Regions from separate parts of the Pan troglodytes genome. Here region 2 is linked to region 1. The links are chromatin contacts, called in public HiChIP or PLAC-seq maps. All regions are on one chromosome and are shown on one strand. The core of a region is the stretch at or near the end of the contact, and the rest is flanking DNA. Distances in the headings are between cores, read along the strand shown.

Region 1 (7,382 bases), core at 1,603-4,102:
CTCTTGACGCCCCTCACTGGCCAGTGTGCCAAGGCTCTTACTGGGCACTGAGCCCAGCTGCCCAAAGTTGGGGTAATTCCAAGAATGAATTTAGTGTTAAAACCTCACTTGTGCCGGGAGGGGTGGCTCACGCCTGTAATCCCAGCACTTTGGGAGGCTGAGGTGGGCAGATCCCCTGAGGTGATTGAGACCAGCCTGGCCAACACGGTGAAACCCCGTCTCTAATAAAAATACAAAAATTAGCCTGGTGTGGTGGCTCGTGCCTGTAATCCCAGCTACTCAGGAGGCTGAAACAGGAGAATTGCTTGAACCCGGGAGGCGGAGGTTGCAGTGAGCCGAGATTGTGCCACTGCACTCCAGCCTGAGCGACAGAATGAGACTCCGTCTCAAAAAAAAGAAAAAGAAAAAAAGAAAAATGACAAAAAACAAAAACAAACAAACAAAAAAAACCCTCACTTGTAAGCAGACAGAAGGTGCTGTTGGGATTCCCATGCTCTGCCCATGTGTTTCCTCCTCCAGCCGTGGTGAATCCCAAAATATGCCTCCATTCCTCTGGATTAAACATGTGTGGGGCTGACCGTGGGTGGGGCAAGAGTGCCCATCCCAGTCGAAAGGCATATGCAGTGTTGACCTAAGGCAGCTACATCAGCCTAGGAGAGAAGGTGTCTCAGGCTTGGTCAGGACTGGTCAAGCCAGTGGTCAGCCTGGGACGAGAGGCAAGAGAGGGAAGGAAGATGCCACAGGAGGTGACACATCGTACTTGTTTGACCGTTTTTTCCTAGGATTGGCCCAGCAGAGACAGGATAAAAAGAAGCAGGGAGCACTCAAGTGAGACAAGTCCCAGGGGCGTGTACATATATGGGAACAACCTGATGTGGGGAGCGTAGGCTTCACCGTGCATTTGGCAAGGAAGTGCAACATTATGTGCAAAGTGATCTCCTGATTGCATTTTAAAAATTAAAAGTTCCCAGCATGTGGAAGGTATTTGGTAAGAATTCAGTGAATGGCTGACCTAGGGGTGCCTGGATAAGCACAGCACTTATGTTTTTATAACAGAACAATGGGCAGCGCCGGGCCTTCCCTCTCACATGGGCAAAGGTCAGCAAGTGATCTGAGCCGGGCAGTGCCCCCATCCGGAATAAGAAGCCGAAGAGCCTAGAGGAAGGCCCTCCTCACCGCATCTTCCATTACCCCAAGACGTGACTTGCCCGATTTCCTTTCCGATCCACGTTTCTGAGGCGAGCAGCTATGAAAAGTAGCATGTTTATCTCTGCGTGGGAGTTGGTGGCACGTTGTGTATTAACTGCGCAGCATTTGTGAAAGTTTTCAGAGCTCTTGGGGAAACCGAGAATGAGAGGAGAAAGAGGCAGGGAGAGGGGTTCTGGACGCCCAGTGGAGTTCACAGAAGGAATTCCGGGGAGATGGGCAGGGGCGGGGAGAAAATGAGAGCAGGAAGCGGCACTTGTCCCAAGTTTTTGTCCTTGGGGCCTCGGCATCCCCCCTGGGCCCAGGACTGGCATCTCCCATTTGAGGGACTGACAGTGTGGCGGACCCTCAACTAGCACAGATAACAAATGAAGTAACAAATGGGACAAAGGAGGGGCGCACGCGGCGCGGGACTCGAGAAGAGCGCCTGGCAGAGCACAAATCCCACAGAGGAAGAGACCTTCTGCCCTCTCTGAGACCTCACCTTCCCCTTGCCCAGGGCCAGGAAGCTCTCCTCGGGCCTCCTCAGAACCCCGGCTGCCTCCCCACCTGTCGTCTACCGCCCTTTGGAGGTTCTGGAGAGGGGCCCGGCCCGGCGAGCCGAAGGCTGCGGGGCGGGGCGCGAGTCTCAGCCCCTGGGACACACAGCCGGTGCGTCCCGCGCCTCAAGTGCGCACTCCAGGAAGTCCGGAGCCGGGAGGATCCGGGATCGCGGTCCCACCCTATCTCTGGCGAGGTCGGAAGAAAAAAAGGGCCAGATCGCCCGCCTGAGGGCCCAGAAGCCCACCGGGCGGCGGTACAGACTTTCCCGAAATGTCTCCGTCTCCGCGCTGCGAGCGCACAGGAACCCAGGGTCGCCGGGGTCGCCGCGGCTTGGCTGAACGTCCAAAGCCAGGCGAGGGCGGGGGTCTCAGTCCAGCTATGCGAGCCCTTCTCTAGTGGTGCCAGCTCCTACGCCGGGCTCCCGGGCCGGCGGGAGGCGCGTGTGCCTGTCTGTGTGTGCAGGGGACATTCCGCTTCCCAGTAGCCCATGCAGAACCCCGCCCTCCGCTCCGGCCCGGGGAACCCCTCCCCCAGCTCAGAGATCGCTGCGCGCCCCCTGCCCACTTTGCCAAGGCGAGAAAGCGGCCGTGCTGGAGACAAAGAAACTCCTGCCTCCCTCCACTCTCGGCCCCTCCGCCCGCCCGAGACACTCCCCGGCGCCCTCCCGAGACACTCCCCGGCGCCCTCCCTCGACCCCGGCGACACTGCGCTTGGACACGCCAGGCAGGGGGGCAGGGTGGGCGAGTCCGCTTCCAGACGCGGGCCAGCTGGGGGCTTCCCGTGAACCCCGCCCGGGGACACCCCACAGCAGCCGCGCCCCCACCCTCCTCTCCCCAAACCGTCCCGGGCCCCTGTCGCCGCCACCTTCTGCCAAACCGTCCCCATCTCTCCAGCGGAGCTACAGCGGGGCGCGGCGCACACAAAGGGGGTCGGAGGGTGGAGAGTACAGAAGGAGGGAGAGATCCCGCCAGGGCTCGTGGCACGGGCCTGGGCGCAGCTATTTACCCGATTTCTTCTTCGATCTCTGAGATGTCTGCGAAGATGAGGAAGACCACGAGCAGCGTGAGCGCGGCCAGCATCCAGCTCCGGAACTGCAGCTGCATGGTGGGTTCGCGCCCGCCGGGACCCACGCGGGCCGGCGCGAGGAGCAGGGGCTGGAGGGCGCAGCGGCGGACGCCGGAGCCTCCGCGCGCCGCGCGCAGCTGGGCAGACACCCTGCGCTCCGGACGAGTCCGGGCCGGCGGCGGCAGCGGCAGCGGCAGCGACAGGCAGGGGTTGCTCAGGCGCGGCGAGCCCGCTCGCTCCCTCTCGGCTCCCGCCTGCCCCTCCCTCCCTCCTCTCCCTTCCCCCGCCCCGCGCCCGGCTCCGCGCGCAGTTTGACAGCTTTGCTCCGCGCCTCTGCTCGCCTCCTCCCACCAACTCCAGCGTCCGGGCGCTAGCCTTTGCTTCTCCCGCCTGGCTTTATTCAGCTCCCGAGGGCGCGGGGATGCAGCCGGACGCCACTCCTGGCCTAGAGAGGCTGGGCTCTGGCCACCGCGAGCGACCGGGTACGGAGCTGAGCCCAGGGAAGTGCGCGCACCGCCCGGCGCACCCCTCAGGCTGGCAAACGCCCTCCCTCGCCCGCTCTTTGTCCAGCTCCTTCGCCTCCTCGCAAAGTTTTCTCGACACAAAGACCAACACCTGGGGACAGCCCCCAGCGCGCGGCGAGAAGGCGGTTTCAGCCAGGCAGATGTTTCAGCAGTTGATGAATTAGGAGGGGAGGTGGGGGAAGGGGAGGAGAGAAGAAATATCCAAGACAGGCCAACTTCGGTGAAGATGCTGACTACAGTTTGTGGGCGAGGCTCTCAGCCCTCGAGAAACCACTCCCTCCAGGTGCTTATCTTGATCTCCATTTATAGACCCGATACTGGGTCGGGAGAGCTCTCCGAGCTGCCCCCAGATCACGCAATCCTGGCTGGAACCCTCGGCTAGAACCCCAATGGGAGACTCAGCGCCCGCCTTCCCTCCGCCCTCGCGGTGCTGACGCCGGGTGGCCTTCATCTCCCCAGTTCTTGGACTCTTAATGACCCCAAAATCAATAACCGCGGGAGTCCTGTCTTGATCAAAATGCCTTCTAGAAAAATATGGCTCCCACAAGGGGTAATGCCCCCCACCCTTCCGAATATTTTACACTTTCACAGCCTTAGACAGTTTAAGTCAAATTACATTTCACACCAACCATTAGCCAGGGGTGGGAAGGGCCCCATTAAGTTTTACTGGAATTAGATAATTACCTTTTATTTTCTTTGCACGAATTGGAACAATTCCTGAAATTAAGAAATGTAACTTTCCAGAAATGATCATCTGGTTTATGAAAGCGTCCTTTGGGTTTGAGTGTGGGGAGGAGTCCTGTTGGAGAAGCTACATGGAATGTCCTGAGTGCTGGAAACCACACCCCAGTGAATGGGAGGGGCGGGTTGGCCTTATCCCCTGGACCACTCAGAGGAGTTTGGCGAGGGGCTGGCAGCAGCCAAGTCCCTTCATGGCGCCCCCGGGGATGTAAGATTTTCTACCAAAGCACTGCTTGTGCCCAGAGCCCTTCTGCCCCTTCGTGTGTAAGGAGGGGCAGGAGGGAGGCTTCCAAGCCGGGGGCTGCTGCGCTTGTTGACCCTGGGAGCCAGGGCAGGCTCTCCCCTGCAGGAAGAGGTCCCATCACCCAGCCTGGAGAGTGGATTGGGGAAGCAGCACAGCGTCAAGGGAGAGCTCTGCATCACCTCCTTTCAGGAGTGCCAGGAGCAGATGTCTTTTCCCCACAGGAAGCGTGTACTAATTCCCACCTCAGCGCTTCATTTCCTTCCCATCCCTTGGCGAAGTCAGTGCACCCTGCTCCTTTTACAGTAAACACTTCGAAAATACCATGTATTTTTCTTGGGGTGAGGTTTTTCTGATGTTGAGAACAATGTTGGACGTCACTCTCCCTGTCTGTTAGAGGCAGGGATGAGATGTCAAAGGAGGGTTTCCCATCAGTGTGGCTGGCACGGGGTCTAACCATCCTTATTTCAAGTTTTCAAAATGCCAAAATCTTTCCCTTTGTCTTGCTTGAAGGGTGGTTTAGGAGGTGTGGAGTGGTTTTTGTCATCATTTTGCCTTGTTTTTCTGAAGGGAATGGTTGGGATACCTGAATAGGGAGAGGAAAGTACAGGATGCGCCTGGTATGCAGCTCTGTATTTGAATCGCTCCTCCACTCACTCCAACGTGCAGCAATATTTAACCTACCTTGTACCAGGCTCTGTGCTAGGAGCTAGAGACACCAAATGGAGAGAGACACCTCGGGTTTCCTGCCCTCTAGTGGCTCACTGTTCAAAAGGAAGACAGACATTCAAGTGTCTACTTATGATAGGGGATTTGAGCTGCAGTAGAGCTAAGGTCTCCTGGCTCACTTATAATTGATTAATAAGATCCCCCAAAAGAGCAAGAAGAAACTGACCTTTCTCTCCTCTGTTCTCTGCTTCTCTACTTCTCTACCTACTGCACTCTTACCATGTAGAACATCGTGGAAGTGTTGCCGTGATACTAAATTCACCAGGTCGGTTCAACCTCATTGCTGCAAGCACGATTACAACAGAGTCTATTTCCATTTCCTGTTAGGTGACCCACGATTACAGCAGAATCTATTTCCGTTTCCTGTTAGGTGGCCCATGTTCTCATCCCAGGCTCAGTCTTCCTCCTTCGCACCCACCAGACAAAAGTCATATGAGTGGACAGAAAACAGTAGAACCTTTTGTTGAATGGTTCGATTCCGTATAGAGAAATCCCTGTAATCAGACCCACAGAGCAATATCTCAAGCATACCTGCTTGGAAGTAGAGCTAGCTTCCTCACATAGATGCTGTCCTTGCAATGAGAGTCACTGAAGTGGGATTTTTCTTGGAGGGTGATGGGGGACCCTTGTGATCGTTGACTATAGAATACCTGCTATCTGTGATCACTTAGGTTTGGGTCTTGTTGGGCCAGCTCCTTTAACAAGTGTTCGTGTACATCCACCACCCGTTGCTGCCTCTGCAAAATGAGTTTGTTCCTGGAATCTGGAAAGAGGAAGACTGATGAGATTGGCGGAGAATGTCAGACTGGTGATGTGAACTGCCACATGGGCATGTGCTTGGCTCGGCCACCCTGACCCCTCCCCTCCTGCTTACCCCTCTGTTTAAGCAAGTCTCTTTTCCTGCCTTGGATTTTCCAAGAAGCCCGAAGGTCCTACAGCCATCACTTCTGTAGACTAAGTCATTGAATGTTTGGGTTAAAATGAGGAAGTGGTGGCAAATTAAAGGCCATTACCACCCATTAACATTTTAACTCAAATTAATTGAGTATATAAGCTATTCAGGCAACTGGTAAGGCCCTGGGCAGTTTGTAGTAATGAGGGACAGAGGGCCAAGAGGCTTTTCAGAAGCTCAAAGGAGCCCAACAGGGTCACACATGGACACCCCTTCCTTGTGTCTGACACTGGCTGAGGGCATGTTTGTCCTTCTAGCTGCAACCTGGAGAATGGGGAACCACCCAAAGCCTGAATTCGTGGAAACTCTAAAACTGTATCTACCATTTACACATAGGGCTAAACTCCCCCTCTCCACCCCAGCTATGCAGAATCTTCACCTGAGCGACTTCTTGGGAGTAGTAAGGTCTGTATTGATAATAACTTGTCCAAGTGACTGGCTGGAAATGGGGGCAAGTCAGACGGGGGAGGGAGCAAGGGGGAGTGGAGCTAACATTTGGGAGCGCACACAAGTTCAAGGCGCTGACCTGGGCTATTTCTCTGATTTAATCCTGGCAATCCTTTCATATAGATATCATTATCTCCCTTTTACATTTGAGGAAACTGAGGCTCAAAGAAGCTGATTTCCTACGCTGACCCAGCAACATGTGGGACTGTGGGATGGCCAATATCCTCTTCCGCACGTGGGGCAATTCTAAATAGATTTGCAAACAGGCATCTTCTTTAATTCTGACTATGTGCCCTTAGTTCTGGCATGTGAGGATTCTGGGAACAAATCTATCTTCACTCACTGCACACCCTTCATCATTTGTGAGACTATAGTAATAAATCTCTGTTTTCATCTTTCCACATGGAAAAAACAAGTTATTTCAATCAATTCAGACTTAAAAAAACCTTAAGAATAAATAATAACAATCGCATTCAAAATTCTGACCTAACACCTTTGAACTCGCTCCAAGAGCAATTTAGAATGTGAAATAACTACAAAGTGGTAATGGTCTTGCTTTTTCATCATCTCTGAAGGGGGAACTGTATGTGTGTTGGGACTGGGTAGGATGGGAGGGTGATGCCAACAGGTAGAGTATCATAGTCGGGATAGATTCATTGGCTATTGTGTTTCTGCACTGCTAATAAATGAGAGAACTTGCCTTATCTTGAGAAATTTACATTAAATTTGAGTATTCTCACAAATGCAACGTTTTCCCCTTTAAAATCAGACTCAGAGTGGTAAGAATATGGAAAAGTTAACCGGCACATTTGCATTCCTTTTGTAACTTTTTTTAAATAGCAAAATTATAGTTTAGCCAAGGAAAGAAAAGAAATGTACTCAGGCGATTGCTGTAAATATTTCCGGGACTATCAGCAAGAGATCTTGGGAGGGG
Region 2 (7,382 bases), core at 1,813-4,312, 320 kb before region 1:
GGCACCGTCCTTGGGTCCTCGGGGTCTCTGGAGCGGCCTGGAGGAGCCGCTGGAGAAGGAAGGGGGAGAAAGCAGCGGCGCAGGCGGAGGCTTCCTCAGGCCCACTTCGAAGCAGGGCGCCCGGCCGAGCCTCGGAGGAAAGCGCGCGCGGGACGCGGATGGGTCTCGGCCTCCAGGGGCCGCGGGAAGGGGAGGCGGAGGGCGAGGGGAAGCGGCGCTCCCGCCCGGACTCCGGCCATTCCTCAGCGGTCCACCGCAGCTGGCGTTCTTCTTTGATCCCCAGAGCTCTCAATGAAAGAATGGAGAAAGTGGCTTAAAAAATTGTGGTTGAATACACATAACAGAAAATTCACCATCTTGACCAGTTCGGTGGCATGGAGTGCACTCAGCCGTTGCGTATATGGGCGAGTGTCGCCACTGCCCATCTCCAGAACGCTTCATCAAAGGGGACGAAACTCCGCGTCCAAGCGTGCTCTTTCTGTCTGGAGGAATCTAACCACTCTCCGCACCCCATAGAAGCGGAATGCCACAGTCCCATTTGTCCTTTTGTGATGGACTGACTTCACTTAGCATCATGGCCTCAAGGCTCATTCCTGCTGTAGCCTGTGCCAGAATTGCCTGCCTTTTAATAAGCCTGAATCATATTCCTGTGTGTGTGTGTGTGTGTGTGTGTGTGTGTGTGTGTGTGTATCACCACATCTTGCCACTTTTACGTATAGACCACATATCTTTCTTCCTTTTTTAAAAAAATTATTTTTTATTTCAATAGTTTTTGGGGTACAGGTGGCGTTCGGTTGTGTGGATACATTCTTTTTTTGGGGGGGCAGAGTCTTGCTCTGTCGCCCAGGCTGGAGTGCAGTGGCAGGATCTCGGCTCACTGCAATCTTCCCCTCCTGGGTTCAAGCGATCCTCCTGCCTCAGTCTCCCGAGTAGCTGGGACTACAGGCACCTGCCATCACGCCCAGCTAATTTTTGTATTTTTAGTAGAGACGGGGCTTCACCACGTTGGCCAGGCAGGTCTTGAACTCCTGACCTCAGGTGATCCGACTGCCTCTGCCTCCCAAAGTGCTAGGATTACAGGAGTGAGCCACCGTGCCCAGCCATGTGGATACATTCTTCAGCCTTGATTTCTGAGATATTAGTGCACCTGTTACTGAAGCAGTGTATGCTGTACCCAATGTGTAGTCTTTTATACCTCGCCCCCCGACCAGCCTTCCCCTGCAAGTCCCCAGAGTCCATTATATCACTCTTATGCCTTTGCCTACTTATAGCTTACCTCCCACTTATAAGTGAGAACATATGGTATTTGGTTTTCCATTCCTGAGTTACTTCACTTCGAATAATGGCCTCCAGCTCCATCCAAGTTGCCGCAAAAGACATTATTTCGTTCCTTTTGATGGCTGAGTAGTGTTCCATGGGGTATATATGCTACATTTTCTTTATCCACTTACTTAGACCACATTTTAAAAATCTGTTAATCTGTTTAAGGATATTTGGGTTGCTTCCACCTTTTGGCTATTTCAAAAACTATTGAAATTAAAAATAAATAAATAATTTTTTTAAAAAATAAACATTTAAAAATTTGAGTCCCTGCTTTTAATTATTTTAGGCATATACTCAGAAGTGGAATTTATGTTTAATTTTTTGAGGAACCACTATACTTTTTCCCATAGCAGTACACAAGGGTTTTAATTTCTCCACATCCTTGTTGACATTTTTTATTTTCTGATTAAAAAAAAATTAGAGCCATCCTAATGGGTATGAAGTGATTGCGGTGGGGTTTGATGTGCATTTCCTGGAGAAATTGGTATTTATTTATTTATTTATTGTTTAGGCCACATTTTTAAAATATTTTTTTCATAATTGAGATTTTATTGGTTGAGGATCAGTACAGACATTTCAATTTGTACACAAATCTTAACATACGTAACGAAATTCTAAAAAGCCATGTATTGTAATTCTTTTTTAAAGTTATTCCAGTGACTTTCCAGCTTAAAATTTGGAAGCAAATTTTCCTTAAGAGGCTATCAAGTACCAGTATCTTCACATGTTGGTCAGCTGTTACATACGGCCCACCAGTTCACAACTCAATAGCACGTACACTACATGTTCAAATTTGTAATCTTTCACAGCACAGTAAGTTATTAGGAAAACAGGACTACCACAACCAAAGATGTTACAGAGTACACACAATTCTGACAGACAGAGCCATGATCAAAGAGTGGTTTTCTTTAGGAAACAATTATACTAAAAAACAACATGGTAATAGAAGTAATTAAAAATGTTCAAGACATTAAATGCAGGACTGACTCCATATTGCCATTTAATATGCTTTGTATTATGGGATATAAAAACTAACCCCCCATCTATGGAATGTTAAGCTGACACCCGAGACAGTCAGAGCCTCCCATAATTCAATATCCCACACTATTTTCTGGTTGTACCAAAAAATAAACAACCAGCAAATGATTTCACCTCTTAAAAAAAAGCATTTACACTTAAAAAATGGGATGAGGTGGGATTCCCTCCTCCTTAAAAATGTTTCTAGAGCTACTAAAAAACTTGCATTTACAAAATAGTTGATATAAATTTTCCTCTGGATTGTACAAGAAGGGAGACAGGGACCACTGATGAGACATGGTATATGGTTATTAATCAGACTTGGCTTCTTTCTCTCCTGCTTCATCAGAGGCTGGACTCTCCTCAGTTTTCGTTTCCCCGTTTTCTGCAGGTAAATCTTCTTCAGTTTCTTGGTTAGCCACTTCGGCCTGTTTTCCCTTTGCTCCCCTTTTCCCTTTTGTTTGCACTTTTTTGTCTGAAGATTTATCCTTCGCTGCTGCCTTTTTCGGCTTCGCTTCCACTTTTGCAGGAGGTTTAGCTGACAACCGCGCCGATCTCCTCTTGGACTCTTTCTTGGCGGCGCCTTCGGCGGAGCTGACCTTCCTCTTGGGCATCCTGGCGGCGGGGAAGGCGCGTGCCGGGTGCCTGCGGGCCGCGGCGCGCCGAGAGCCTTCGCGAAACTGGGCTGCCTTGCCGCTGCCGCTCCTCCCGCCGCCCGAGCTGCTGAGCTAGGCCACATTTATTTATTGTTTAGCTCCCTAGTCAGGAGCCTGTGCAGCGTGGCCCAGTGGTTACGAGCGTGGTATCTGGTGTGTGACGGGCCTGAGGGAGAATGCCAGTGAGAGGTGACAGCGTGCTGGCAGCTCTTGCAGCCCTTGCTCGCTCTCGGCACCTCCTCTGCCTGGGCTCCCACTTTGGCGGCACTTGAGGAGCCCCTCAGCCCGCCGCTGCACTGTGGGAGCCCCTTTCTGGGCTAGCCAAGGCCGGAGCCGGCTCCCTCAGCTTGCAGGGAGGTGTGGAGGGAGAGGCGCAGGCAGGAACCCGGGCTGCGTTCGGCGCTTGCAGGCCAGCGCGAGTTCCGGGTGGGCGTGGCCTCGGCGGGCTCCGCACTTGGAGCGGCCGGCCGGCCCACAAGCCCCAGGCAGTGAAGGGCTTAGCACCTGGGCCAGCAGCTGCTGAGCTCGACTTCTCGCCGGGCCTTAGCTGCCTCCCCGCGGGGCAGGGCTTGGGACCTGCAGCCCGCCAAGCCTGAGCCTCCCCTCCCTGCGGTGGGCTCCTGTGCCCGGCCCGAGCCTCCCCGACGAGCACCGCCCCCTGCTCCAAGGTGCCCAGTCACATCGACCACCCAAGGGCTGAGGAGTGCGGGTGCACCTGCCTCCCCGGTGTGGGATCCACGGGGTGAAGCCAGCTGGGCTCCTGAGTCTGGTGGGGACTTGGAGAATCTTTATGTCTAGCTAAGGGATTGTAAATACACCAATTGGCCCTCTGTATCTAGCTAAAGGTTTGTAAACACACCAATCAGCCCCCTGTGTCTAGCCAGGGTTTGTGAATGCACCAATCACACTCTGTATCTAGCTGATTTAGTGGGGAGGTGGAGCACTTTTGTGTCTAGCTCAGGGATTGTAAAGGCAGCAATCAGCACCCTGTCAAAACGGACCAATCAGCTCTCTGTAAAATGGACCAATCAGCAGGATGTGGGTGGGGCCAGATAAGACAATAAAAGCAGGCTGCCCGAGGCCGCAGTGGTTTTGTTTCGGTCTTGACAATAAGTCTTGCTGATGCTCACTCATTGGGTCCACATTGCCTTTATGAGCTGTAACACTCACCACGAAGGTGTGTAGCTTCACTCCTGAAGCCAGCGAGACCATGAACCCACCTGGAGGAATGAACAACTCCAGATGCGGTGCCTTAAGAGCTGTAACACTCACCGCGAAGTCTGCAGCTTCACTCCTGAAGCCAGTGAGACCACGAAGCCACCAGAAGGCATAAAACTCTGAACACATCCGAACAACAGAAGGAACAAACTCCGGACACGCCGCCTTTAGGGACTGTAACGCTCACCGCGAAGGTCCGCGGCTTCATTCTTGAAGTCAGTGAGACCAAGAACCCACCAAGTCCGGACACACCAGTGCCCTGGTGGACTCTCGATGATACTAGTGAGTCACAGCTGCCCTAAATCTCAATGTCTTTACCTGTCGGTTGGGGTTCATAGTAATTCCTTCCACCTGGGTGGGTTAGAGGAAGACATGAACTAGGGCATGTATAGCTCTCAGCACAGTTCCCGCCACACAGTAATAGTCAAAAATGGTATCGGTGTATACAGAAGCTCAATGCAGAAATTAGTGAACCAGGGAGGTGCTTACGTCTATCTGGCTGCAGAGGGCCTTCTACCTCCCTTTGCCAACATCTTTCTTCCCCACCACAACCACATTACTGACATCCTGTCCCCATATGAGGCATGTTTAGCAAAGAGGTGCTCATCGTGAGCCCTGCACTCAGTGGTTTCTTGAGTTCCTCTCAGTGCCAGAGTCTGGGACTGTCACTGGAAGCTACTAAGCTGATTCCCAAGAGTAAGAGTCTTAGTTGGAACAGATCAGTGTCACCTAGCATCATCCTAGGCCCTTGGGACCATTCAAGGCTCCTGGCCCACATTCTTTCCTCTGAACACCACCACCTGTGCCAGGGTTCCTGCCCCAGGCTTGGTTAGGAACAGACTGAGCAGGACACCTGAATGATATCCGAAGATTTGATCTGCTCAGGGCAGCTTCTGCTGAGAAGGACTCCCCCCTGGGGCAAGCAGAGGCTGCCGGCTGCAGGCATAGGAGCTGGTGGGTTTGATAAAGAGGCCAAGTGTTGTCATTACTAGACACATGGTAGGATACTTGGGGGAAATGGGTCGTCTCGGACTTCATTAAATGTGTTCACCCTTTGCAATTTGAACGGAGCAGGAAATATTTTTGAAATAGAGTGCAACAGGTTCACTGAGGAGTCAGAAAGCTTGGGAGGAGAGAGAGCCTGGGGCAGGACATAGGTCCGATTTTCTTTCAAGGAGCCAGTGATAACTTTGTAGGATGATTGGTTTTTGGATCTTCGCCAGGTGGTTTCTGTTTACTGTGCAGGAACAATTGGTAAAGGAAGAGATGGTATCTCCACTGAGCAATTAGAGAGCAACAGAAACAGTCTTGGAGAGGCTTGAGCTCGAGGGGGGCCCAGGCTGATGGGGCTGAGAGCGGAGAGGCGAAGGGGGTGGCTGGCCAGGAGGAAGGGCAGAGGCCAGTGCTGAGCTGGTGAGATTTCACGCAGCACTGGGAGTTTCCTGAAGTGGGCATGCTGCAAAGAAATTCTTTTCTAGGGGAAGAGTTGCAACAGAAGGTTCTTCAACCATTCAGAGGGCTTGAGGAGTCGGGGGGCCTGGGAGACCCCCGTCTGGCATGCAGTAACTATTTATTGAGCTTATGAATTCGATCTGCTTTTTGTTCTTACAGGCCCTTTGGTGAAGAAGCCAGACTAGACTCAAGTTGGGGAGAGAGAGGATGCAGGCAATTCTGGTCAGGGAGTACAGCCTGGAGGAGGTGATGTTTGAGCTGGGTCCTGAGGGGTGCATAGGAGTTTAGCTAGATGAACCATGAAGTAAGGGCAGAGGTGAGTGGGAGCTGGGTGGTCGAGGCCTAGGCAGAGGAAACAATTAATGCAAAGGCCCTAAGGTGAGTAATGATGTGGGAGAGTCTGAGAATCTCCTGATGCTCACATGGCTGGAATATAAGGTCTCCCATAGTGGTTGTGTAGTCCTAAGTTGAAGTTGAAGAGGGAAGCAGGGGCCAAGTCATGCTGAGCCTCTTGTGTCTTGTAAGCCTTGCCAGGGAGTTAGGATCTTATCCTGAAGACAATAGGATCCACTGGAGGGAGGGTTTGAAGCAGGGAGTGACGTGGTAAGAGATGACTTTTCAAGAGATGACTCTGTGGAGACGGGGTGGGTGAGGCAAAACTCAGGCAGGCGCCAGGACTGCCCTCCTCCAGACTAGGCTGACTCTCTTCCAGGGTGCAGATGGAGGTTAGAGCTAAGATGACGGAAATAGGAAGGAGTGGAACGTGCCCTTTTCTGCTGCCAGCTCCAGAGGGTATCGCCCTTAGAACTGCGTAGTGCACATCTCCTTACATCCTGCGGCACCTCTGAGTGAACAGATTGAAGAGGACCAAGAGGTGGTTTGATTGAAATCAAAGATGACTTGCAGGTTTCTGACTTGGTAACTTGGAGATTAGGGGATGTTGGTGCCATTCACTGAGTCAGAGAACACAGGAAGTCAGCAGGTTTGGGAGGCCATGACTGGCAGGAACTGGGAAAGCAGAGGGGAGGCAGGGCCTGGGTGTCAGCACAAAGCCCTTGAGAGTGAGGACCCTCTGCTATCTGTCTGCCTCACAGCGCCTGGCTCCAGCTGGACACGAGGCAGCCTCTTTTGACTCCCCCAGGGGTTGATCCAGGCTCTTCGAGGCAATTTGGGTTAGGGTTGAGAAGGGGGGTGATTTGGGGGTCAAAAGCTAGTGATGAGAAAAGTGAATGCCACAGGCTGGCCATTGTGGCTCATGCCTGTAATCCCAGCACTTTGGGAGGCTGAAGAGGGAGGATCACTTGAGCCCAGTAGTTCAAGACCAGCCTGGGCAACACAGTGAGACCCCTGTCTTCACACACACACAAAAATTTAGCAGGGTACGGTGGTACACACTTGTATTTCTAGGTACTAAAGAGGCTGAGGCAGGAGGAGCTCTTGAGCCTAGGAGTTTGAGGCTGAAATGAGCTATGATTATAGCACTGTACTCCAGCCTGGGTGACAGAGAGAGACCCTGTCTCTTAAAAACAGAAAGAGCGAACACCACAAAAAGAGCCTCGAAGGATACTCTGTGTTGTCTCCGTGATGACCTCAAACAGAGAACCCATGAAGGTAGCTGGTCATTACAGGGTTACCGCCCTTCTAGAACAAACCATACAAAAGGAAAGCCCCAAACACCTGGGTTGTCGAATTGACTTCAAACCAAATGCAATCAAC

What was found. HiChIP or PLAC-seq counts read pairs in DNA pulled down with a chosen protein or histone mark.
Region 2: an H3K4me3 HiChIP or PLAC-seq map of stem cell-derived excitatory neurons shows a contact between it and region 1, with 5 times the contacts expected there. The contact joins the promoter of LOC107968425 here to the promoter of ST8SIA2 in region 1. A contact is called at or near these places in 2 of 7 Hi-C or Micro-C datasets (induced pluripotent stem cells and stem cell-derived neural progenitor cells) and 1 of 1 datasets of contacts at active chromatin or transcription factors (stem cell-derived excitatory neurons).

The regions. Positions count from the first base shown.
Region 1 is chr16:84,189,812-84,197,193 of NHGRI_mPanTro3-v2.0_pri, reverse strand. It overlaps ST8SIA2 (ST8 alpha-N-acetyl-neuraminide alpha-2,8-sialyltransferase 2), which reads right to left and starts at 2,852. Exons shown (of 6, transcript NM_001037300.1): 1 at 2,755-2,852. The coding sequence starts at 2,852.
Region 2 is chr16:84,506,136-84,513,517 of NHGRI_mPanTro3-v2.0_pri, reverse strand. It overlaps LOC107968425 (non-histone chromosomal protein HMG-14), which reads right to left and starts at 3,062. Exons shown (of 1, transcript XM_016927467.3): 1 at 2,634-3,062. The coding sequence starts at 2,954. The coding sequence ends at 2,652. The region is part of intron 3 of LOC107968485 (histone H2A.V-like); the gene reads left to right.